3 separate regions of the Mus musculus genome follow, and regions 1 and 3 are each linked to region 2. Evidence: chromatin contacts called from public Hi-C and promoter capture Hi-C data. All regions are on one chromosome and are shown on one strand. The core of a region is the stretch at or near the end of the contact, and the rest is flanking DNA. Distances in the headings are between cores, read along the strand shown. Region 1 holds the start of Atp6v1g3 (ATPase, H+ transporting, lysosomal V1 subunit G3). Region 2 has its middle 22 kb from the start of Gm34244. Region 3 has its middle 69 kb from the start of Zfp281.

Region 1 (2,700 bases), core at 201-2,700, 940 kb after region 2:
GAAGAGGAGACAAAGTCAGGTACATTTACACAATGGAATACTACTCAGCTATTAAAAATGATGAATTCATGAAATTCTTAGGCAAATGGATAGAACTAGAAAATATCATCCTGAGTGAGGTAACCCAGTCCCAAAAGAAAACACATGGTATGTACTCACTGATAACTGGATACTAACCCAAAAGTTTGAAATAACCAGGATACAATTAACAGACAACATGAAGCTGAAGAAGAAGGAAGATTAAAGTGTGGAAACTTTGGTTCTTCTTAGAAGGAGAACAAATTACTCACAGGAGCAAATATGGAGATAAAGTGTAGAGCGGAGACTAAAGGAAAGGCCACCCAGAGACTGTCCCACCTGGGAATTCATTCCATATACAGTTACCAAACCCAGGCACTTTTGTGGATGCCAAGAAGTGCATACTGAAAGGAGCCTGATATGGCTGTTTCCTGTTCCACTGGTATAGATGAGACACTTGAAAAGATTAGGAAAAAATAATCTTTGAAACCTTAAAAGGCTTGGCCCTCCTTTTTAAATTTGTGTTTAAATCCAGGCACCTATTGGAAGAAATTGCACCTGACAGACTAAGTGACAGAAGTTTTTCAAGCTGAAGTCCATGAAAAACCCACTGGTGGGTCATACCATCTAAGTGAAAAAGGAACCAACCCCTCCTTTCCAATACAAGCATTGGATGCATAGAAATGTTACGTTGCATTCTTTACTTGAGTAGCTTTCTTATTTGTCTCTTACTGTACAGAATCAGGTGAAATATGTGGACATCACTGTACATTGTGCATAGATGGACATAGATACAAAGTAACAGAAAAGATATGCCTAAACTAACCTCAAGTGCAGGACAATAATCCCTCCTATTGTTGCCTGAAGCACTGTAGTAAGATCATCATGAACTCCAACAAAGCCTTACAAGAGAACAGCATAAGGTGCCCTAATGGTCTTCCTTTTCTACCTGAGGCCTAGGACAAGAAGAAAATAGATCTTCACCCACAAAGACAGACAATCTCTTTCCTTGAAGAAGGAAAATCAATTTTCCTCAAGCAGATAATTCAATCACAGAGACAGATAAAGGCCTGAGAAATTATTGCAAATACAAGGTGCAGGGAGAAACATTGTAACCTGAAAGGCAATTCAGCAACAGGTCAGTATTGGGATGTGGGGGTATATGGTGGCAAATATTGTTCCTAGAGATGTCCTACCTATTTCTTTAAGGAAACCTGGGAGCCCTGTATAGTTGCCTTGTTAATACAGAGCTCAAGTCAGTGACAGTGAATTGCCAGTGTCTTGGAGTCACTAACTTGTTTTCCTGGATTCCTCCTTGAGCTCACCTTGGCATCCAACTCTTTGATCCAATCAGGCAAGTTTGGAACAAACACCTATGTGTTCACTGTTGACAAAACAAGTTGAAAAGGACCCGTATCTCCCAGCTTCCACCGAAGTCACCTTCCTTGGAGCAAGACACCATGACCAGCCAGTCTCAGGGGATCCAACAGCTCCTGCAGGCAGAGAAAAGGGCCAAGGACAAGCTAGATGAGGCAAAGAAAAGTAAGTGTCACCCAAGGGGCTGGTCAGAAAATGCAGAGGGACGAGGGAGAGGACCATGGGAGTCCTTGTCAAGCAGACCTGGATTTGAACTGTGATGTTACTACTTTCCTAGTGAAACCTTAAGCCATTAGGAGGAACTCTGCAGCTGCATGTTCCACACTCCACACCAGGAAGGGGTTTTTGTTAATTGGGGTGGATGCTTTTGAGAGGCCGTGTGCAAAATGAATAGCTCTGAGGTTATGGATATAGGCTTAAGCCTACCTCTGCATCTTCTTTTACACACTTACACCTCAGTTGGCACCATACTGTGAAATGGTGTAGAGACAGGCAACTTTCTGATCAAGTCCATCACTAAGCAGTAACTCTTTCCCTTCCTTGTGGTGAATTGGTTTCTGAACACCCAGCCACGTGAGCACCAACAACAGAGGAGAAGATTCTAATAGGAGTGACGGCAAAGAAAGGGAAGGAGGAAGACAAGTTAAACCAATTTGCTTGATGCTTTTTGAGCAGCTATTTACAGTTTCATTAAATTGAGATAACGTTTAACAGCTTGCTTTCCCTCTCTGGGTAGCCTTTTACATCCCAACATCTTAAATGTCTCTGTTTTGGTCTCATTTGCTGCCTTCTGATTTAGACATATATATCTATGTTTGCATGTGAGTGTCTTTAACTTTCTTCCTACTCTTATTGACATGCACGGTGTGAGTAAGGCATCAAAACTATTTCTAATTCATGAATGCAAAAAATAGGTTTTATGATTTGCCCAAGGCAATATTTTAAAAGACAAAAATACAACATCAGCTACCATGCTCAGTATTTATTTTGTTTACTTTTCACAATGGTCTTTGTGGAAGGAAGACATGATGCTAAGCAGCATTTTTAGGATGCTCACGGTCACACAGAGAAGACTTGGAACCAATAGGAGTTGGACCAGGTCTCCATCTGCAGCCAGCTCCTAAACAATGCAGTATAGACATTTCATATAGTTTTTATACAAGACTGACATCTTGAATTCTGGTTCCCTAAGCCAAGATCTATGTTTTTCCAGGATTCTCTCTATCATTTACTAATATGTAACAATTTGAAGTGTCATTCATCTTTATAGCATTTTCCTGCTTTGTCTGCAGATAGATTCAAAAT
Region 2 (2,932 bases), core at 351-2,850:
ATGGATCTCTGGCAGAAGTTTAAGATGACAACGAAACAAGAAAATAAGATTAGTGAAGGTAAGTCTTCCATTCTTGTTTAGTTCTTTAGTGCCAGTTTCCAGGACCAGAAGGGCCTCCTGTCTGTTTGTTTTGTCTCTGACTCTGTCTGTTTCTGTCTCTCTGTCTGTCTCTCTGTCCATCTTTTTCTGTCTCTCTCATCTGTCTGCCTGTCTGTCTGTCTATCTCTGTCTTTCCCTCCATTCTCTCATTTCAAGCAGAAAGCCAGCAGAGGGCACTGGTAACCCTGAACATGCAAGATATCTGGTGGAAAGTTCCCTGCAGAAGGGCAGCCCAGTGTTAAGACAGAGGGGGGCGGGGGTAGGGGAGGCTAGAGAAGTATAGGCTTCGTACTTTCATGTCCGTATTTTGTAAGTCTATTAAAAATTGGGAGAACCTTCTCTATCTCTCCTTTAAAATGCTTGAGAGTGGCTTCCCCAAAATATGATAGAATAGCATTGAAATACTTCAAGCAGAGTGAAGATGATTAACACTATATTATTCTGCAATTTTTAAATCATTTTATTTGACTCAAAATGTTTGCACTCATGTGGGTAGGATTCAGTTAGAAAATTGAAGTATGCTTTGCCCATTGAGAAATGGTGTATGCGTGTGTTTCCAAGTTTTAAAACCTATTCCAAAGCAGTTATATCCATCAGGAGTGTATAAAATACCTGCAAGTGGCAAGTATAATTACTTGTGCCTGTTGTTAAAAATTGAAGTTGATGTAGTTTTTAAGTTGGAATTTCTACCAATGTGTAACCACCACTTATGTGTGTATGTATATGTGACTACTATATTTATATGTGAGTCATGTAAAATATATCACACACATATTTATATTTTTCCAGAATCTGTCTTTGTGATGCTGCAGAAACTTTCCTAGTGGTTAGTGCTGCTGTGCAGTGGTCTCTTACCTAGATGGACCTATTTTTCCACGGCACCCAAACCTGCATGGCGCTGAGCTAGTTCCTTTAGAATGACTGCCCAATGCTCAGGTATGCCAAAGCTTTCAGGACTTCGCTTGTTAATGCCACAAAAAAGAAAAAAAAATTCATGCACACATGCTTGGAAGCTCTTGTCTGAAAGACCATGGATGTCTTTACTTCCAATTAGACAGTCACTAGGCAGCAAATACAGCATATGACTTATATTGAAGGGCTATGGGCTGCCTGTATCAACTGCTAGAACAGCTAACCTCAGCAACAGTCATCAAAGCTTTAATATAAGAAAACTATATGTGCAAAGACACGTGCGAAGCTCACTTTGAATGTGTTACAGACTCCAGTACTCAGGACAGTTGGCACAGATGGCCAGCCTGACATCAGACTGCTCCTTTTTTTTTTTTTTTTTTTTAAACCGTGACCAGTTCTGGAGAGTGCTGGACTAGAGACTCTGTCATTTCTGACAACAGGAGAACCAGAGACCCAGTGACATTCAAGTTTTGGCATTTTCCAATTTCTTTTTGGATGATTTAACGACCAAAACTGCTGCAACCTACACATTTTGCTTGTCTTCCTTCCTCCACGATGGAGCTAGGATAGGATATGGCTGTTCGTGGCTTTCTGCCTCTGGATGGCAGTAACTCCTGCTTGAATGTTCATGACCCTTAACTGTAATGTCTTAAAGTAAGGACTTCCCATCCTTTGTTAGTTTTCTGTCCAAAGAAAACACGAAATTTGCTTGGTCTGAAACACACACACACACACACACACTCCAAACAAGGAGTCTGTTTAATGTTAAAAAACCGATACCACCAATCCCAGGCTAGAAAGAAAATGAGGACTCAGGGAGCTAACCTAAAAAAACAAAAAAACTGAAAACCTGGCATTTGGATATTTCCATATGTTTATATGTGATTCATTTTCCTTCTTACATAAATTAACAAATGCTGCCGAGCCAAGCGTATTTTTTTTCCCTCAAGACAACGAGGCTCTGCAAAGCTCTAGGAATATATCCAGGCTTTGGGAATAAGCATGTCTACCACTAAAATTATGTGCTCTGATTAATATAGTCCATCTGGATTTTCTGACTGAGGCTTTTCATAGACACAAAGAATTAAAGAGCTTAAACATTAAATACAGAGCAGTGCACACATGGTAAATGTGGTTCTCTAACCTCCCCATGCTGTGGCTACTGCAGTACCGTGAACCGACATCTGGATAGGGCTGTGGGCTGTAATTTATTGTCCTGTAATATTTTCCCGGTCCTCCTCTTGCATGTTCTTTTAAACCTGCTGTTTCTTTTCTTTGGTTCTCTGTCCTAGCCTCACATGCTCCTGTAATGTTTACCTCCTACAGTGAACTAGGACTGAAAGCTCTTCCAACCTCCATTGCCAGCTCTGGGCCTTTGCACAGACGTGTTAGAGAGGGGTTTGTGGGAATCCCTAGCTCCAGCTTGTGGAACCTTTAGACAGGCATGGCTTTCTTATTGGGAAAAGAGGATGGGTTAGTGTGAGAAAAAGAAATCTACTCTTGAGTATTCTTTTTTTTATTTTATGTTTTAAAGTTCTTTTGAGTACTTACTAAAAAGTAATAGATTATGACCCAAACCTACCACCCGAACTTCAGTCCTGGAAATCTCACTCAGTCTTGGTATCTAACTGAGGTGGTGTAAGCTCTTAACGGCTTCATAGTGACCACTCTTGAGTCTTTGGTGATTTGGAGGGTTTACTGCATACTCATGCATTTCATTCTTTCCTAATCTGAAAAGGGAATGTGAATCCTATGGCTTCTAAATGATAGATTAAAAATATACATATTTTTCCTGCAATGATTTTTTTTTGATGCCACATGAAATGGTTTCTGTAAGTATGAGCGAGTATGATTATTGGGTTTCTTGGGACAATAGTAGAGAATCTACAGAAATACCTGGGGCACAATAAAGCCCCAAATG
Region 3 (2,840 bases), core at 145-2,644, 780 kb before region 2:
ATCCGCCTGCCTCTGCCTTAAAGAGTGCCGGGATTAAATATGTCTGCCACCAGCAGCCAGCTTGGACTGGCTTAATGCATTCTTCTAGAGCAGGATTTGGGTGGGGGAGGGACAGTAACAATGGCCTGCTCACAAACCTAGCCACTGTTTAGTTGGGTTTTTTTTTTCTTTTGTTTTGTTTTTGTATGTATGATTTATTTTATGTATCGTGTGTGGGGTTGTGGAAGTCAGAGGACAACTTTTGGGAATCAGCCCCTCCTTCCACTCAAGTTGCCCACGTTGGCGGCAAGTGCCTTTACCTGGTGAGCCCTATCTCACTCAGCCCGCTATAGTTTCTGGTGGTTGAAAAAATATCAGTCTGGACTCAGTGGTCATGCCTTGATCCCAGCACTCGGGAGGTAAACATAGTTCATAGGTCTCTGTGAACTCAAGGCCAGGCAGGTCTACGTGGTGAGTACCAAGCCAGCCAGAACTACACAGTGAGACTGTCTCAAGAAAGACAGAAAAAAGCTGGGCTGTGGTGGCTCATGCCTTTAATCCCAGCACTTGGGAGGCAGAGGCAGGTGGATTTCTGAGTTCGAGGCCAGCCTGGTGTACAGAGTGAGTTCCAGGACAGCCAGGACTACACAGAGAAACCCTGTCTCGAGAAACCAAAAAAAAAAAAAAAAAAAAAAGACAGAAAAAAAGTCAATAGAATGGGGTTTCATGAAATTCAATATTGAACATCCATCAATAAAACCTTATTAGAACACAGCTGTGCCCATTCACGTGTCTCCACAGGACCGCCTTTCTGCCCTGATGACCAAGGTGAGAGTTTGCTGCAGAGTACAAAGCTTTGCGCAGCCTGAAGTCGTCACTACCTGGCCCTTTAAGAACAAGCTGGTAGATCTTGCTTCCGAAAAGCAAAACTGCCTCTTCATTTACAAATTCAACTCTCAGAAGCAGTTCCTGGGCGGCTTGGCAGTCCTGTCATCCTCTGTGAGTGCTCCTTTCAGAAGCGTTGGCCTTGGAAGAATGCCGTTCAGGGAACACAAACTCTTCACTTAAATAAAACAAAACAACAAAAAATCCTACCCACCATACCTGGTTATGTTCTGTAATTACCAGTGGACCTTTAAAAACTCTCAGTGGCTAAGTCTTATCTTGTGTCTACTCCGTCAGGTTTCTGACAGCCAGGGCTTGGCTGCTTCTTGACATTCCCAGGGGGTTGTGCACGGGATCAGGGTTGACCACCACTGTGAAACCTACGCCCGGGGTGCTCCCTCTGCTGTTTAGAATTAATATTTTAATCACTCTGGCCATTTCCAGTGGCAATTCGATTCCCTTCCACAGTGTTTGTGGGATGCCTATAAAATGCTAATTGTGCTGGAAACTCTGTGTCAAGAGAAAGGAATGTGCCTCTAGTCTGAGCTCAACAGCAGCCCTTCGAGGACTGAGTGCCTCCCTTCTCCCAGGCAGACAGCATCTACGTCTTCATTTTGGGACTGCTGCAAGATGCAGGATTTGTGTGTAGATACATGGAACCCAAAAGGGTATTAATAAAACGGTACGAGCTTTTGCGCTATCCCGTAGGTGTTTGGCAAACAGCTGCATTTCTACAAACTGAGAATGAGTTTGGAGAAATGGACAACCTGTAAGCCAGAAGCAGAACTAAGGAAGGATAAAGCCACAGACAGACCTTCCCATAGTCCCCTTCAGTGCCTTCAGAGTCTGTCCTGTTTCCACAGGCTGAGGTCAGTGTAGTACTGCACCATACACCATAAGGGGTATGGAAAGACAAGAAAAAACTCTCTCTCTCTCTCTCTCTCTCTCTCTCTCTCTCTCTCTCTCTTCACACACACACACACACACACACACACACACACACCATTCAGAAAACAACATCCAAAAAAAACCCACTGACTTGGGGCTGGAGAGATGGCTCAGTGGTTAAGAGCATTGGCTGCTCTTCCAGGGGTCCTGAGTTCAATTCCCAGCAACCACATGGTGGCTCACAACCATCTGTAATGGGATCTGGTGCCCTCTTCTGGCCTGCAGGAATACTTGCAGGCAGAATGCTGTATAATAAATAAATCTTAAAAACAAGACAAACAAAACAACCACCAACAAGACTAAAAGCCAAGGTGAGAGATGAGGTCAGAAGGTCTCTGAGTCCATCACGGGGATTTTTATCCCTGTGCTTGCTTTAAAAGCAAGGGATGGCTTTCGTGCCATCAAAATGGAGAACAGACCAAGTCCTCTGCAGGTTTTCTCTGTTCCTGTAATGGCTCAAAACGATGCCGGTGTATGATCACTTGATTTCCCACCTACGACCCATCAGCGGCTGCACTCGTGAAAAATGTATATAAACCAAGCAATAACCTTCCACCATCTTGAGGATGGATTTTGTCAAAATATGTACAGATTTTTTTAGACTATACCTCTACTTATTTATAGCGTACATTATGGTATACATTTATAGTGTACATATGGTTCAGTGGGTAAAAAATGACGACTTGAGGGGCTGGTGAGATGGCTCAGTGGGTAAGAGCACCCGACTGCTCTTCTGAAGGTCCAGAGTTCAAATCCCAGCAACCACATGGTGGCTCACAACCATCCGTAACAAGATCTGACTCCCTCTTCTGGTGTGTCTGAAGACAGCTACAGTGTACTTACATATAATAATAAATAAAAATTAAAAAAAAAAAAAAATGACGACTTGAGTTTGAATTCGTAACTCGAATGTAAATGCTAAGTAAATGTAGGAGCTTGCACGAAGGGAAGCCAGGAAGATGAGGGGCGGGGCCTCACGGCCAGTTAGTCTAGCCAATCAGTGAGCTCCAGGGTTAGTGAGACGTCCC

Evidence for each region. Promoter capture Hi-C pulls out the DNA fragments that hold promoters and counts their contacts. Hi-C and Micro-C count contacts between places; a contact is called where the count stands out from the background.
Region 1: a contact with region 2 is called in a promoter capture Hi-C map of pre-B cells, with 2.4 times the contacts expected there. The contact joins the promoter of Atp6v1g3 here to the enhancer-like site in region 2. A contact is called at or near these places in 5 of 39 promoter capture datasets (the C10 cell line, the HPC-7 cell line, hippocampal neurons and 2 more).
Region 3: a Hi-C map of neural progenitor cells shows a contact between it and region 2, with 4 times the contacts expected there. The contact joins two enhancer-like sites. A contact is called at or near these places in 12 of 484 Hi-C or Micro-C datasets (the HPC-7 cell line, adipose-derived mesenchymal stem cells, cerebellum and 7 more) and 1 of 115 datasets of contacts at active chromatin or transcription factors (embryonic basal ganglia).

Annotation. Positions count from the first base shown.
Region 1 is chr1:138,272,288-138,274,987 of GRCm38.p6, forward strand. It overlaps Atp6v1g3 (ATPase, H+ transporting, lysosomal V1 subunit G3), which reads left to right and starts at 1,451. Exons shown (of 3, transcript NM_177397.3): 1 at 1,451-1,560. The coding sequence starts at 1,479.
Region 2 is chr1:137,330,536-137,333,467 of GRCm38.p6, forward strand. No RefSeq gene overlaps it. Among named protein-coding and RNA genes, the nearest start is that of Gm34244, 22 kb to the right of the region's middle. Within about 2 kb of position 1,601, at least 51 of the 459 cell types and tissues checked have an H3K27ac peak or open chromatin away from gene starts, as enhancers often do. A contact at or near this core is called in cortical neurons, neural progenitor cells and pre-B cells, where this site is marked.
Region 3 is chr1:136,554,812-136,557,651 of GRCm38.p6, forward strand. It overlaps a transcript of Kif14 not described here. Among named protein-coding and RNA genes, the nearest start is that of Zfp281, 69 kb to the right of the region's middle. Within about 2 kb of position 1,395, at least 55 of the 459 cell types and tissues checked have an H3K27ac peak or open chromatin away from gene starts, as enhancers often do. A contact at or near this core is called in cortical neurons and neural progenitor cells, where this site is marked.